3 separate regions of the Mus musculus genome follow, and regions 2 and 3 are each linked to region 1. The links are chromatin contacts, called in public Hi-C maps. All regions are on one chromosome and are shown on one strand. Each heading gives the region's core, a stretch centred on a gene start, on an enhancer-like site or on the middle of the called end of the contact. The rest is flanking DNA. Distances are from core to core; before and after follow the strand shown.

Evidence for each region. Hi-C and Micro-C count contacts between places; a contact is called where the count stands out from the background.
Region 2: a Hi-C map of the N1E-115 cell line shows a contact between it and region 1, with 4 times the contacts expected there. The contact joins two enhancer-like sites. A contact is called at or near these places in 3 of 39 promoter capture datasets (the 3T3-L1 cell line, cranial neural crest and hippocampal neurons), 5 of 484 Hi-C or Micro-C datasets (the N1E-115 cell line, cardiomyocytes, forebrain and 2 more) and 5 of 115 datasets of contacts at active chromatin or transcription factors (cardiomyocytes, embryonic basal ganglia, embryonic forebrain and 2 more).
Region 3: a contact with region 1 is called in a Hi-C map of the N1E-115 cell line, with 5 times the contacts expected there. The contact joins two enhancer-like sites. A contact is called at or near these places in 4 of 484 Hi-C or Micro-C datasets (DN3 thymocytes, the N1E-115 cell line and embryonic stem cells) and 2 of 115 datasets of contacts at active chromatin or transcription factors (differentiating embryonic stem cells and stem cell-derived neural progenitor cells).

The regions. Positions count from the first base shown.
Region 1 is chr1:126,929,978-126,933,567 of GRCm38.p6, forward strand. No RefSeq gene overlaps it. Among named protein-coding and RNA genes, the nearest start is that of Gm41945, 93 kb to the right of the region's middle. Within about 2 kb of position 2,039, at least 12 of the 459 cell types and tissues checked have an H3K27ac peak or open chromatin away from gene starts, as enhancers often do. A contact at or near this core is called in the N1E-115 cell line, where this site is marked.
Region 2 is chr1:126,468,539-126,472,128 of GRCm38.p6, forward strand. All of the region lies in intron 3 of Nckap5 (NCK-associated protein 5), which reads right to left. Among named protein-coding and RNA genes, the nearest start is that of Nckap5, 360 kb to the right of the region's middle. Within about 2 kb of position 1,818, at least 12 of the 459 cell types and tissues checked have an H3K27ac peak or open chromatin away from gene starts, as enhancers often do. A contact at or near this core is called in the N1E-115 cell line, where this site is marked.
Region 3 is chr1:126,595,645-126,599,234 of GRCm38.p6, forward strand. All of the region lies in intron 2 of Nckap5 (NCK-associated protein 5), which reads right to left. Among named protein-coding and RNA genes, the nearest start is that of Nckap5, 230 kb to the right of the region's middle. Within about 2 kb of position 1,902, at least 14 of the 459 cell types and tissues checked have an H3K27ac peak or open chromatin away from gene starts, as enhancers often do. A contact at or near this core is called in the N1E-115 cell line, where this site is marked.

The DNA.
Region 1 (3,590 bases), core at 789-3,288:
ATCTGGTCATCGATAGTGTGAAAACGCTAAATTGAAACCCTACAAAGGAGGATGTGGTGGAGAGAAAAGATGCTCTATCTTCTTTCTGAAGAAAAAAATTCCTATTTTAAAAGGTTTGTTTTGTTTTTATGTGCATGTGTATTCATATTCTCTCTCGCTCACTCTCTCTCTTGCTCTCTCTCTCTTCCCTTCTCTGTGTGCATAGGTACTCATGGAATTCAGAAGAGGGCATCAGATTGCCTCCAGCTGGGCTTACAGATATTTGTGAGCCACCTGACATGGATGCTGGGAACAGAACCCTAGTCCTTTGCAACAGTGGTACTCACTCTTAGCCAGCCCTAGAAAAATCTCTTTTCACAGTGAGTCCATGGATAACTAGCAACTCCTTTTAAGTTAGTGATCCTACATTCTAGGTACTCAGCTGCTACCATGAGAGGCTAGGCTGTCAGGTGAGACAAGAAAACTGTCCGCAAGATGAACAGTGCTCCCACTCCAGATGAACAGTGCTCCTACTCCAAAGCCATATCGACACCCCAAAGAAAAGATGGTTCTCTTCCACAGGTCAGATTCACGGCAGAATCTACCTACCTACAACATTGAGGAGGAAATACTATTGTCTCTGCTCTTCCCTTCATCGCCGCTGTGTGGAGGGACCACATCTCTCCCCACACCAAAGTTCCGCCAAATGTTATCTGCATAGGCATCACCAAAACCTGCCTTGGCTCTTTTTATGGAACTTGAAATCTTTTTAATTGAGACAACACCCAGCCGACCAGCCACGGGCTTGCTGCACTGGGCTTTAAGTTAGTTTGACGTTAGCCTCCTACGTGTTACCAAACGCCTGTGTGGGTGCTGCCTTCTGTCTCGTTTAACACTGCAAGATCTCAAGTGCAGGACATTCCAAACCCATCGGCCTTCTCGTTTCTCTGCTCCAAAGCGTCATTCATTCGGAGGCTCTCTTGCGTTTCATATTCATTCTTTTCTACTCCCCTCCCTCCTCAAATTTTCTCATTATAGTCTGACCCTTTAAGCACAGTGTTATCTGGTTATCATTGAAAATTGCAAAATCTATAGCATAAATATAAAAACAACGTGTATATCTTAACTGTGTATCTTATTTTTAAAACGTGTGCTAGCAGACATTAGTTGTATATCTCAATGTATTCAGTGTGTTCTTCTCCTAAAAGAACGTTCGTTCATTTAGTTATTGGAGGGGGGGCACACACATGCTTGGCTCTCAGATGGGGGTCAAACATAGCTTGGGAAAATCAGTTCTCTTTCCAGCACCTACGTAGGGTCTCGGGATTGGATTTAGATCCGTCAGTTCCTCTGGCTTGACAGCAAGCCCCCTTCCCCACTGAGCCATCTTCCCAGCCCCACGTCTATATGTAAAACCGTTTTAACAGATACGCTGCACTGTTTCACAGGCCACGGGTGCCCTTTCTGAGTTAAACCTCTGTATCCAAGAAGATAAAGCATCTGGACTTGTTCACTTCCTCTCAGCTATTTGGACATCCGCATAGTCCCGGAGATGTTACTCACCAGGTTTTTAAAATAAATAAAATAAATAAAATACTATTTCCATTTGCCCAGGTGGCAAGATTACATTTCAGGATTGAAAGACAGGAGAAAGGAGGAGGGGGGATTGCTGACACAACATCTGCACTCTCTCTCTCTCTCTCTCTCTTTTTTTTTTTTTTTTTTTTTTTTGGTGGAATTTCATCACATTTCTGCTTGCAGCCTAATCATCTTACTGGGAATTAAGAAAACACAGGAATGTTTAAATTGTGCCATGCACCCACAGCTCCTATAAGTCTCGAATTTAATCCTGGGAGGTAGCTTTTCACACCAAGAAATCCCAGGAAGAAACTTCCTTTCTGTGTGTTTTGTGAGCTATGCTCCAAAAACCCATGACCGCATGCCTAAAACTATGGATGCAGCGCCATCTAGCTGCAGCAGTGGGTGGAGCAGGAGCCCAGAATTAGTAGCTTCAACCCTGATCTGCAGCTCACCTAGACAAACAGAAGCAGCTCTGACAATTGCTCACACTGAAATGCCGCTGCTAAGGAGGGAGAGCCCAGAATTCAAGCTGAGCCTGAGATACAGAGCCAGACCTTACGTGACTAATGAAGAACGTGGCTCAGGAGATGGCACAGTTGGTGAAGTACCTGCTTTGCAAGCCTGAGAATCCAAATTCCATACCAGGAATGTCATACGAAAATATCAGGCATGATGGCATGTGCCTGTTATCCTAGAACTGGAGAAAAGGAAATAGGCATATCCAACCTAGCCTACTTGGTGAGCTCCAAGCCAAACAACAAGAGATCCTGTCTCATAACAGCAAGGTGAATGGTACTTGAGAAATAGCTCGGATTGACCTCTGACTTCCACATGCACATGCTTACATGTGCAACAGAAAGGGGGAGAGGGGGAGGGAGAGAGGGAGAGAGGGAGAGAGGGAGAGAGGGAGAGAGGGAGAGAGGGAGAGAGGGGAGAGGGAGAGAGGGAGAGAGGGAGAGAGGGGGAGAGGGGGAGAGAGGGGAGAGAGGGAGAGAGGGAGAGAGAGAGAGAGAGAGAGAGAGAGAGAGAGAGAGAGAGAGAGAGAGAGAGAGAGGAGAGAAGCCCACTTTGCAGAAACACTGTGAAGTCTGGCATCATCAGAAGAAGAGCCAGGACATAAAAGCACAGCCCCTTGCTAGCATCACTCCCCCCCACTAGCTGGCTGTGGCTTCTCATACTGTCCTGAGCTCAGAGTCCCTCAAGGAGATTCAGGATGATAACTGTCATGCATTCAGTAGACTGTCGGCTGCACTCACTGCCTAATAAAACAGTCATATGCTTGAGGATATGGGGGAGGGGCTTGGTACCACTGTGGAGAGCTGAAGTCTAGGGAGCCTTGGCATGGGTCTGATCTGTGCCCACGGCATGGGCACAATCCACTCTCTTTTTTTATTTGAGCTTTTGATCAAATGACCCAGTGGCAGCATCCCCGGGTGCTCTAAGCACAACGTTTAAGATAAAGTGCCCTCTGAGAACCTATTTAACACTTGGCTACTCTCTATTTCTTGAGACTACTCAGTTACATCTACGGTAATCAGCTCAAAGAGCAGCCATTAACATGCATACAGATGAAACTGATTTTCCCTGAAACACCCTTTTCAGTGCTTTCCAAGGAGGCCTGTCTAACAGCAGACCCACGTTCTGGAATGAGTTCCATCTGGTAACTGAACTGTCCTTTGTCTTGGCTTCCTGTCCTGACCTCTGCCTGGCTATGTCTCTAGCTGGCCACCTCCATCTCCTTCCTGTCATAGCTCCTTCTTCCCTGGTCTGAAGACTGGTTTCTGTAGTGTGGGCTGGGTATTCTCCTTACTGCCAGTTTGGTGTGGCTAGCAGGAGTGAGGAAGGAGAGCAAGGGCAGGGTGTCTGTCAGCCCCTGGCTTTTCCAAATAGCACCATACCCCTGAGAATGAAGACTCTGACCTCTCTGTCCTTGACGCTCTACTTCAGGGTTCCTAGCTCTTTCCCATGTGCCTATGTGTCCTTTACATGCCTATCATCCCTTGGTCATGCTCTCTCCTTGCATGACACTT
Region 2 (3,590 bases), core at 568-3,067, 460 kb before region 1:
AGAGAATGTATCAAAATATAACCCTGCCCTATAACTATATTCATATTAGAATATCACACAACCCTATAAATATTTACATATCAAAATATCACACTGACTCATAAACGCATCATTGGAAATAAAAATTATTTTAAGAGCACTAAGACAAATTACATCACTCATACAGCCTTTCCTATCTGAACAATCAATCAGTCTAATATACCTATGAAAGCCCATTCAACGTATCATGTTTTGTCATATTCAAAATAACCTCTCTTAAAAGTCCTGAAAAGAATTTTCAATCAGCAGTTGCCTCCAAGTTAACATCCATATATGGATCACACTATCAAGGTACAAGGTAAATCACAATAAAATAAATAGTTTCAATGAGTGCCTCAGATTGCAAAGACTGATGGACTCCAGCTGACCCAGCAAGGCAAGAGGATGTCCAAGAGCACACAACATGAGAGCACACAAAATGCAGGTCCCAGGTTTAGAAATATATTCTCCAAAACACCATACCACTCAATTCTAGAATCCTGAATTCCTAAGACTCTTTCTGCTAATTCATTTCTCCCCACGTCCTCTCTCCTCTTTGAGAATCACATTACAGGGAAGGGAAGGTCTGAGAGGGCCAGCTGGATTCTGACTTTTCTGATATCCCTAAGTTTTCAAACCAACCAGTCACTTTACAACCCAGTAACTAATTTCCCTCAACCCCTGCTACTTTTCATTCAGACTCTATTCATGTACTAAATTCCAAAGCATGTTAAACGGAATTGAACATATCTTATTCATCTTTATTCAAAGGCAAACCCAGGCTTCCATCACATTTTTTTAAAATGATCAAAATCAGGCACAATGGATTGTTGGCACAAGTCTCATTTTTGCAAATAAAAATTCATACTCACCTGGGAGACATTTCCATCTGCTTCTGTTGGTCTGGTTTCCACATCTGAACTTTAATTATTACATGTAGGCATATCACCCATATCTTCTACCAAAAGATAATCCTGCCTTACTTCATCAAAAGGTGATACCAAAATAATAAAGTAAGATATTTTTCCCAAATCACAGCTTATAATCCAGGCAGCAGTATATAAACTAGGTAAGAAGATAAATATAAGAACTTAAAATAAAACAAATTTTAGAAAAATATTACAAATTTTATTCTCACTGCACTGAGGATGAAGTCTCATAGTTACATACTCTCTAGTTACAGATATAGTCATGCACATGAGCCATCTATTCTGTGAAATCCCCAAATCCAATCCTTATGAATGGGGACATATTGGAATTAGTATGAAAAATAATGGTGAAAGTAAAAACAGTAGTATAAAAATATTAAGCACATACATGTTGGCCAGACATATGGAGATCAAAGAACATATGTTTGTGGTATAGCATAGTAGGCCAGTATATATTAGCATGGAATCTGGCAGAGACAAACCTGGCTTGCATCAAAGTCCTGATGAAATAGCCAAAACCTCAGTATAGTATCCAGACACTTCCTCTTGGCCACACCCCACCTCTGATTCCCCCACCCCCTACCAAAGTAGCTAGATAACTGATTCATTCCATTTTCATCCAGATGGTGGGCGTCCTGAACAGACTTTGGATGCTGACGGAGTCTTGGGCATGCTTATTCAACGAGCCTTGAAAGGCATTATTCACTAATTTCATGTGGAAATGAAATTTCAACTTCCCATTGTGTACAAATAACTTGCCCACTTAGGCCACATACAAAAAAAAAAGTGCTTTTTTTTTTTTCCTTTGCCAGGCAGGAGGAGACGGCTGGAATGTAAAAGCCTTCCAGTGTGTGTCTCTGGCTCAGACCCAAGATGGCATATGGCAGTGCCACCAACCTCCTCCATAGGAAATCTTGGGTAACACTTTAAGCAAGTCCTGATAATGTGATTTACAAAGCACTCATTGGACGGATGGTGTCTGCCTCTATTTTCCTTCAAAGCAGGATACTCACTACAGACACAGACAGACAATATGCAGATATGCACACAGACACACAGACACACAGACACACACACACACACACACACACACACATCTTTTAATGTTGACTCTCTTATAGAAAAGAAAATTTGGACTAAGAATCTCCAGTTTGTGAATTTTCCAAAATATCTTACCTTACTATTCTCTTGGTCAAGAATTGAATCTTCAACAAATTTTTCCCTTTCTGCTTCTTGTGTGGAACCAGCAGGCACAGTTAACTGGCTTCTGGAGAGACTTTTGGGTCTTTCAATTTAACCCCTAGGCTCTGTCTGGAGCATTCCAGTGTTGGACTGTGAACTATGCCTGCTTCCTGCAGCTTCTTTACAGGAACTGTTTGCTGCTCAATATCAGAGGGATTGTTTCCCTCCCTTGTTTGGATTTTATGTCCCAGTTCACAGGGCTTCTGAACAGCAATCAATAAGCACCCATATGGAGACAACCCTCTCTCGCCCCCACCATTCCCATAAGGAACACGTAGTGTCTTAAAGACACCATCAAAATTCAGTAAAGACTTTCATCTCTGGAATCTGACTTTGGACCTTTCCCAAGAAGCCTTGTTTGGATAGTGTTTGCACAATGTAATTTGTATTTATAAACATGGCCCTTTATCTAGTCTTCAGCAGCTCATATAAGAAGCCCTGTTCCTGGGTCTGACATTTTTTACAGAGGAAGTTCCCAGAGCTGTAAGATAGGGCTGATGATGGAGTCTTCTCTCCTGATTTGGGGTTAGAAGGCTTTTTCTCCTCTTGTCCTGTCACTGATGCTGTATATATCTGTCTGCAAAAATTGGGGCTCTTTCAGCCCCATGGCTGTAAGAGGATGGATACATCTTCCTCAGCCTCCCCTCACAAACAGATTTCGCAATAAGCTGAGTGATGCAGGGGGATTTTAGGTATGGAAATTATAAAACAACAACAATAAAAAACACAGTTAAGACAAAAAAAAAACAGTCCAATTTCTATTTTTAGTTCTTTGACCCATTTTTGAAAAGAAGCAAATGCTGTCAGTATCAAATTTCATTAAAGAGCATGTTTTATTTTTCTAAACAGTTAAATTAACAGTCCATTTAGAAAGGTCAACTTCTGACTTACTCTTGAAATTACATTCTGCTAGAACTAAAGGGCTCTGGCCTTTCACTTAACAGATGCGATCATCTTTTTACAAGCAAGACACTTACTCCAGGGCTGGGGAAAGGACTCTGAGGATTCTCCCATGGGGCCTGACGACCTAGGTTTGCCCATCAGTGCCCACATATTGGAAAGAGAACAACTTTCACAGTTTTATGCTGACCTTGTCCCATGAACACCCAAACACACACACACACACACACACACAGAGAGAGAGAGAGAGAGAGAGAGAGAGAGAGAGAGAGAGAGAGAGAGAGAAACAGACAGAGAGACAGACAGAGATACAGACAGATAGACACAGAGACAGACACAGAAAGACAGAGATGAATAGGAAGTACTTTTGAAAAAAAAATGACAATCAAAAGCCTTTACAGATCCCAATTGGACACTATACATTAAGAACAAATCGAGAGTTTACTTTTCTTCCATGATATCTTGTAGGTGATCACTGGGAAGGTTTTTTTAGCAGCTTAT
Region 3 (3,590 bases), core at 652-3,151, 330 kb before region 1:
TGATCACCACAACCTCCATGTCGACCTTCTCCACCTGGCTAACTTCACCCTGTGTGTTACCTGGCAGCCCCCAACAGACACCAGGCTTTCCCATTCACTTTAAAGTGGTAGAGTTGAAGACTTGGTGACCTCAAAGGCCATCTGAGTTTGTGCTATTTGTCTGGAACTGAGCACTGTGTGATGAATAAGAACTCAAGGACATATGCCAATCCTTGGGACTTAGGACACAGAGGTAGCATTAGGGACCATCTATGGTAACAGAACTACTTTGGGTGGCTTCCAAGAAAGATCAACGATCTTCTCAATATCATGACATTTTTAAAATCATAATTTAATCACAATTTAAGACCTACATAAAATGCAATAAGTTCTTAAAAGCTGCACAACACAGACACACAGATAAACACAGAGAGACACACATACGACTCCCGATGCTATTTATGAAGTAGGAATCACACCAGGCCTAACAGACGCAAGCTAGAGATCTGTAGACACATCGATTCCATCGGTGATCTATTTGCACACACCCCTGGGACTCAAATTAAGGTGTCACTCTAAACTGAGCCGGGCTTTTGATTTTCTGAGATCAAAACACTTCATGTCGGAAACCTGTTCCCTTTGGTTCCCACATGGCAAATAACTCAAGTGGAATCATTTGCCCCAGGGGCTGCCCTCTGTCCCCATTACCACTGAGCAGCAAAAGACAAAAAACAGAGGGATGCAGGGGAGTGGATTCAGTTCACTTCTTGACAGGCGGAAAAATAAAAACACACTATGAAAACCAACTTCTTTATTTAGGTCTGCTGTTAAGTTAGTTTATATAGCATTTAGTCTATCCAATACACGGCTCTAGCCTCTCTACCGCCGTGTACAGAAGGCCTCATTTACAGTTTCCTCTGCATGCTTACTCTATTTTGTTTTTACTTATTTAGTGTGTGTGTCTGTCTGTGTGTGTGTGTGTGTGTGTGTGTGTGTGTGTGTGTGAGTGTGTGCACTTTCGGTAGACAACCTCTGGTATGTGTCTTCACTTTTCACATTGCTTGTGATCAGGGTCTCTTAGTGATTCTCTACAACATACTCTAGGCATGTTTCAGAGAATATTCTACTATTTTTACATATCTTTTAAGACATAAGTTAACTTCCCAGGAGAGCTAAATGCCACTTCACTTCAGGAGCAGGTGCAGGTCCTGGCTAATGACCCCACCCACACAATCAAAAGTTCACTGGTAGGCATTGTCTAGTTTTCTGACCTACAATGGGCCTGCTCTGATCTTAGCTGTTTTACAAATCAATAAATACATAGCCCGAGCTGTTTCTGCCCATTGTCCCCCAAGTGACTCTCATTGGGTTACATGGATTAATCCAATCCAGTAGCTCCCTCGAATTCTGCCTCGGTGCCCGCTGCAGAAGTATGTCTGTTTGTATCTTATCATTGGCCAAAAATGTCAAGTAAGGGACTGGCAAGATAGCTCAGTGGGCAAAGGTGCCTGCTAACAAGCCTGAGGACTTGAGCTCAATCCCCAGGCCCCATATGTTAAGGGACAAAAACTGACTCCTCAATATGTCCTCTGACCTACACACACACACACATACACACACACACACACACACACACTAAATAAGTAAATAAATTTCAAAAAGTGGAAAAAAAGAAAAAAGATTGTATCCTGGAGTTCCTTACAAAGCGCTGTAGTCTGCTATCTGGTAGCCACTGTTACCAGTGGCCACTAATCTGACCACAGCCTGTGCCTTTGTAAACCACACATATAAGGTGCTCCCTGTACTATATTAAAAGAATCATCTATTGCACTTAAATCAGGTCACCATATACAAAGCACAGAATCGGCTCCCTCTGCGTGGAGCATCAGCTGGACTCTGAGATAAGGCATCTGGTGAGGCTGAGTCCCCTCCAAGTTTTCTGCTGCAAGCGTGTGACAGCCAGCTGGCAGAGCAGCTGCAGGCTCAGGTCATCTGGGGAGCCAGATGACCATAACTCTCTCAGATAATATATTCAAAGGTCAAAGGGCCTCTGGCTCTTACTTTAAACAAGTGTGCTTGGTCACCAGGGGTTCCATTGACCAGTGGGCAGCAGAACATGCTGGTAAATTGCAGATACCTTAATTAAGCTAAACTCCAGCCCCACAAAAATCAGCCTGAACCACAAGAAGGTATTTTAACGTCATATTCAAACCCTTGCAAACCATGCCTCCTATATACCACAGTTCTGCTCGTGAGCCTTTCAAGGAGAGCTTCTCTCTCTCTCTCTCTCTCTCTCTCTCTCTCTCTCTCTCTCTCTCTCTCTCTTTTGTTTCTTTGTTTTTTTTGTTCTTTGAAAAAATGAATTCACTTGAATGCCTGTACAGGTACAATACAGATGAACTTCAGTTTTCATTCCAGAGGTGCACACATCTGGACTTGTGAAGTGGGTAAAGGCTTTGATGACATGAGTTTGATTCCTGGGATCCACATGATGGAAGGAGGAAACTGACTAGCACAAGCTGTCTTCTGACCCCCCATCCCCAAACACACACACAAGAATTCATATGTATGCACATGATAAATAGAGAGATCTAGGGTCCAGGGAGTTGGCTCATTGGGTAAAGGCACGAATTACCAAGCTTGACAACCTGAGTTTGATCGACAGGACCCCAGTAGAAGGAAAAATACTAATCCCCACAAGTTGTCCTCCGACTGCCACATGTGCACTACGGTATACAAGCACACAAAGTAAGTTAAACTGTAATGAAAATAAAATAAAATAGCTGGGCTGATAATCCTGAGGTTCCCTCTGCCCCTCATGGCCTGGTGGTTGACTATTGCTCGATAAACACCCAGGGACCCCTCCTCTGGGTCAGACACTGAGTGGGGCTCTGGACCCAGTGAGATAAAGTGCCCTGTTTGGAGAGCAGCTCAACATCTTTTATTAGCTACTCGCCAGAATCCAGAAAATGAGAAACGTCCTATATGCATGGAGCAGACGTGAATTCTGAAAAACAAAGACAGCCTATCAATTCCCCAAGGAAAACAAATGCCATGCATTTGTGGTGCTTAAAAAAAAAAGAAAAGGAAAGGGGAAAAAAGGTATCCTCATTTATTTCCATTTGTGTGTGTGTTTGTGTGCGCACACTAGAACATGCACACTAGCATGTGACTGTGTATGTCTGTGCCCTCAGAAGCTAAGAGAGGACATTGGGTATCCTCTATCATTTTCCATCTATACCTTTGAGTCAGGGTCTAAACTGACCCAGAGCCTCAAGTTTTTTAGCCTAGGCTGAAAGCCAGCAAGCCCCAGTGCTCCTCCTGTCTTTGCAACACCCTTGGAGCTGGGGTTACAGACACGCATATACTAGACTCCCAGCTTGTTACATGAGTGCTTTGATGTGAGCTCCAGGCCTCAGAATTGCGCTGCAAGCTTTCTTAACCACTGAGCTATCTCTCCAACTGCCTTTTCATGTTTCTGATAACTGAGTGCCTTTAATGAGAAAACCTGTCTTCTGTGCTCTTAGTGGGAAGGACCCCAGCAAACAGAAGCCCTGGACTAGGGTCAGGGAGATGGCTCAGAGGGCAAAGCGTTTGCTGTACAAGCGTGA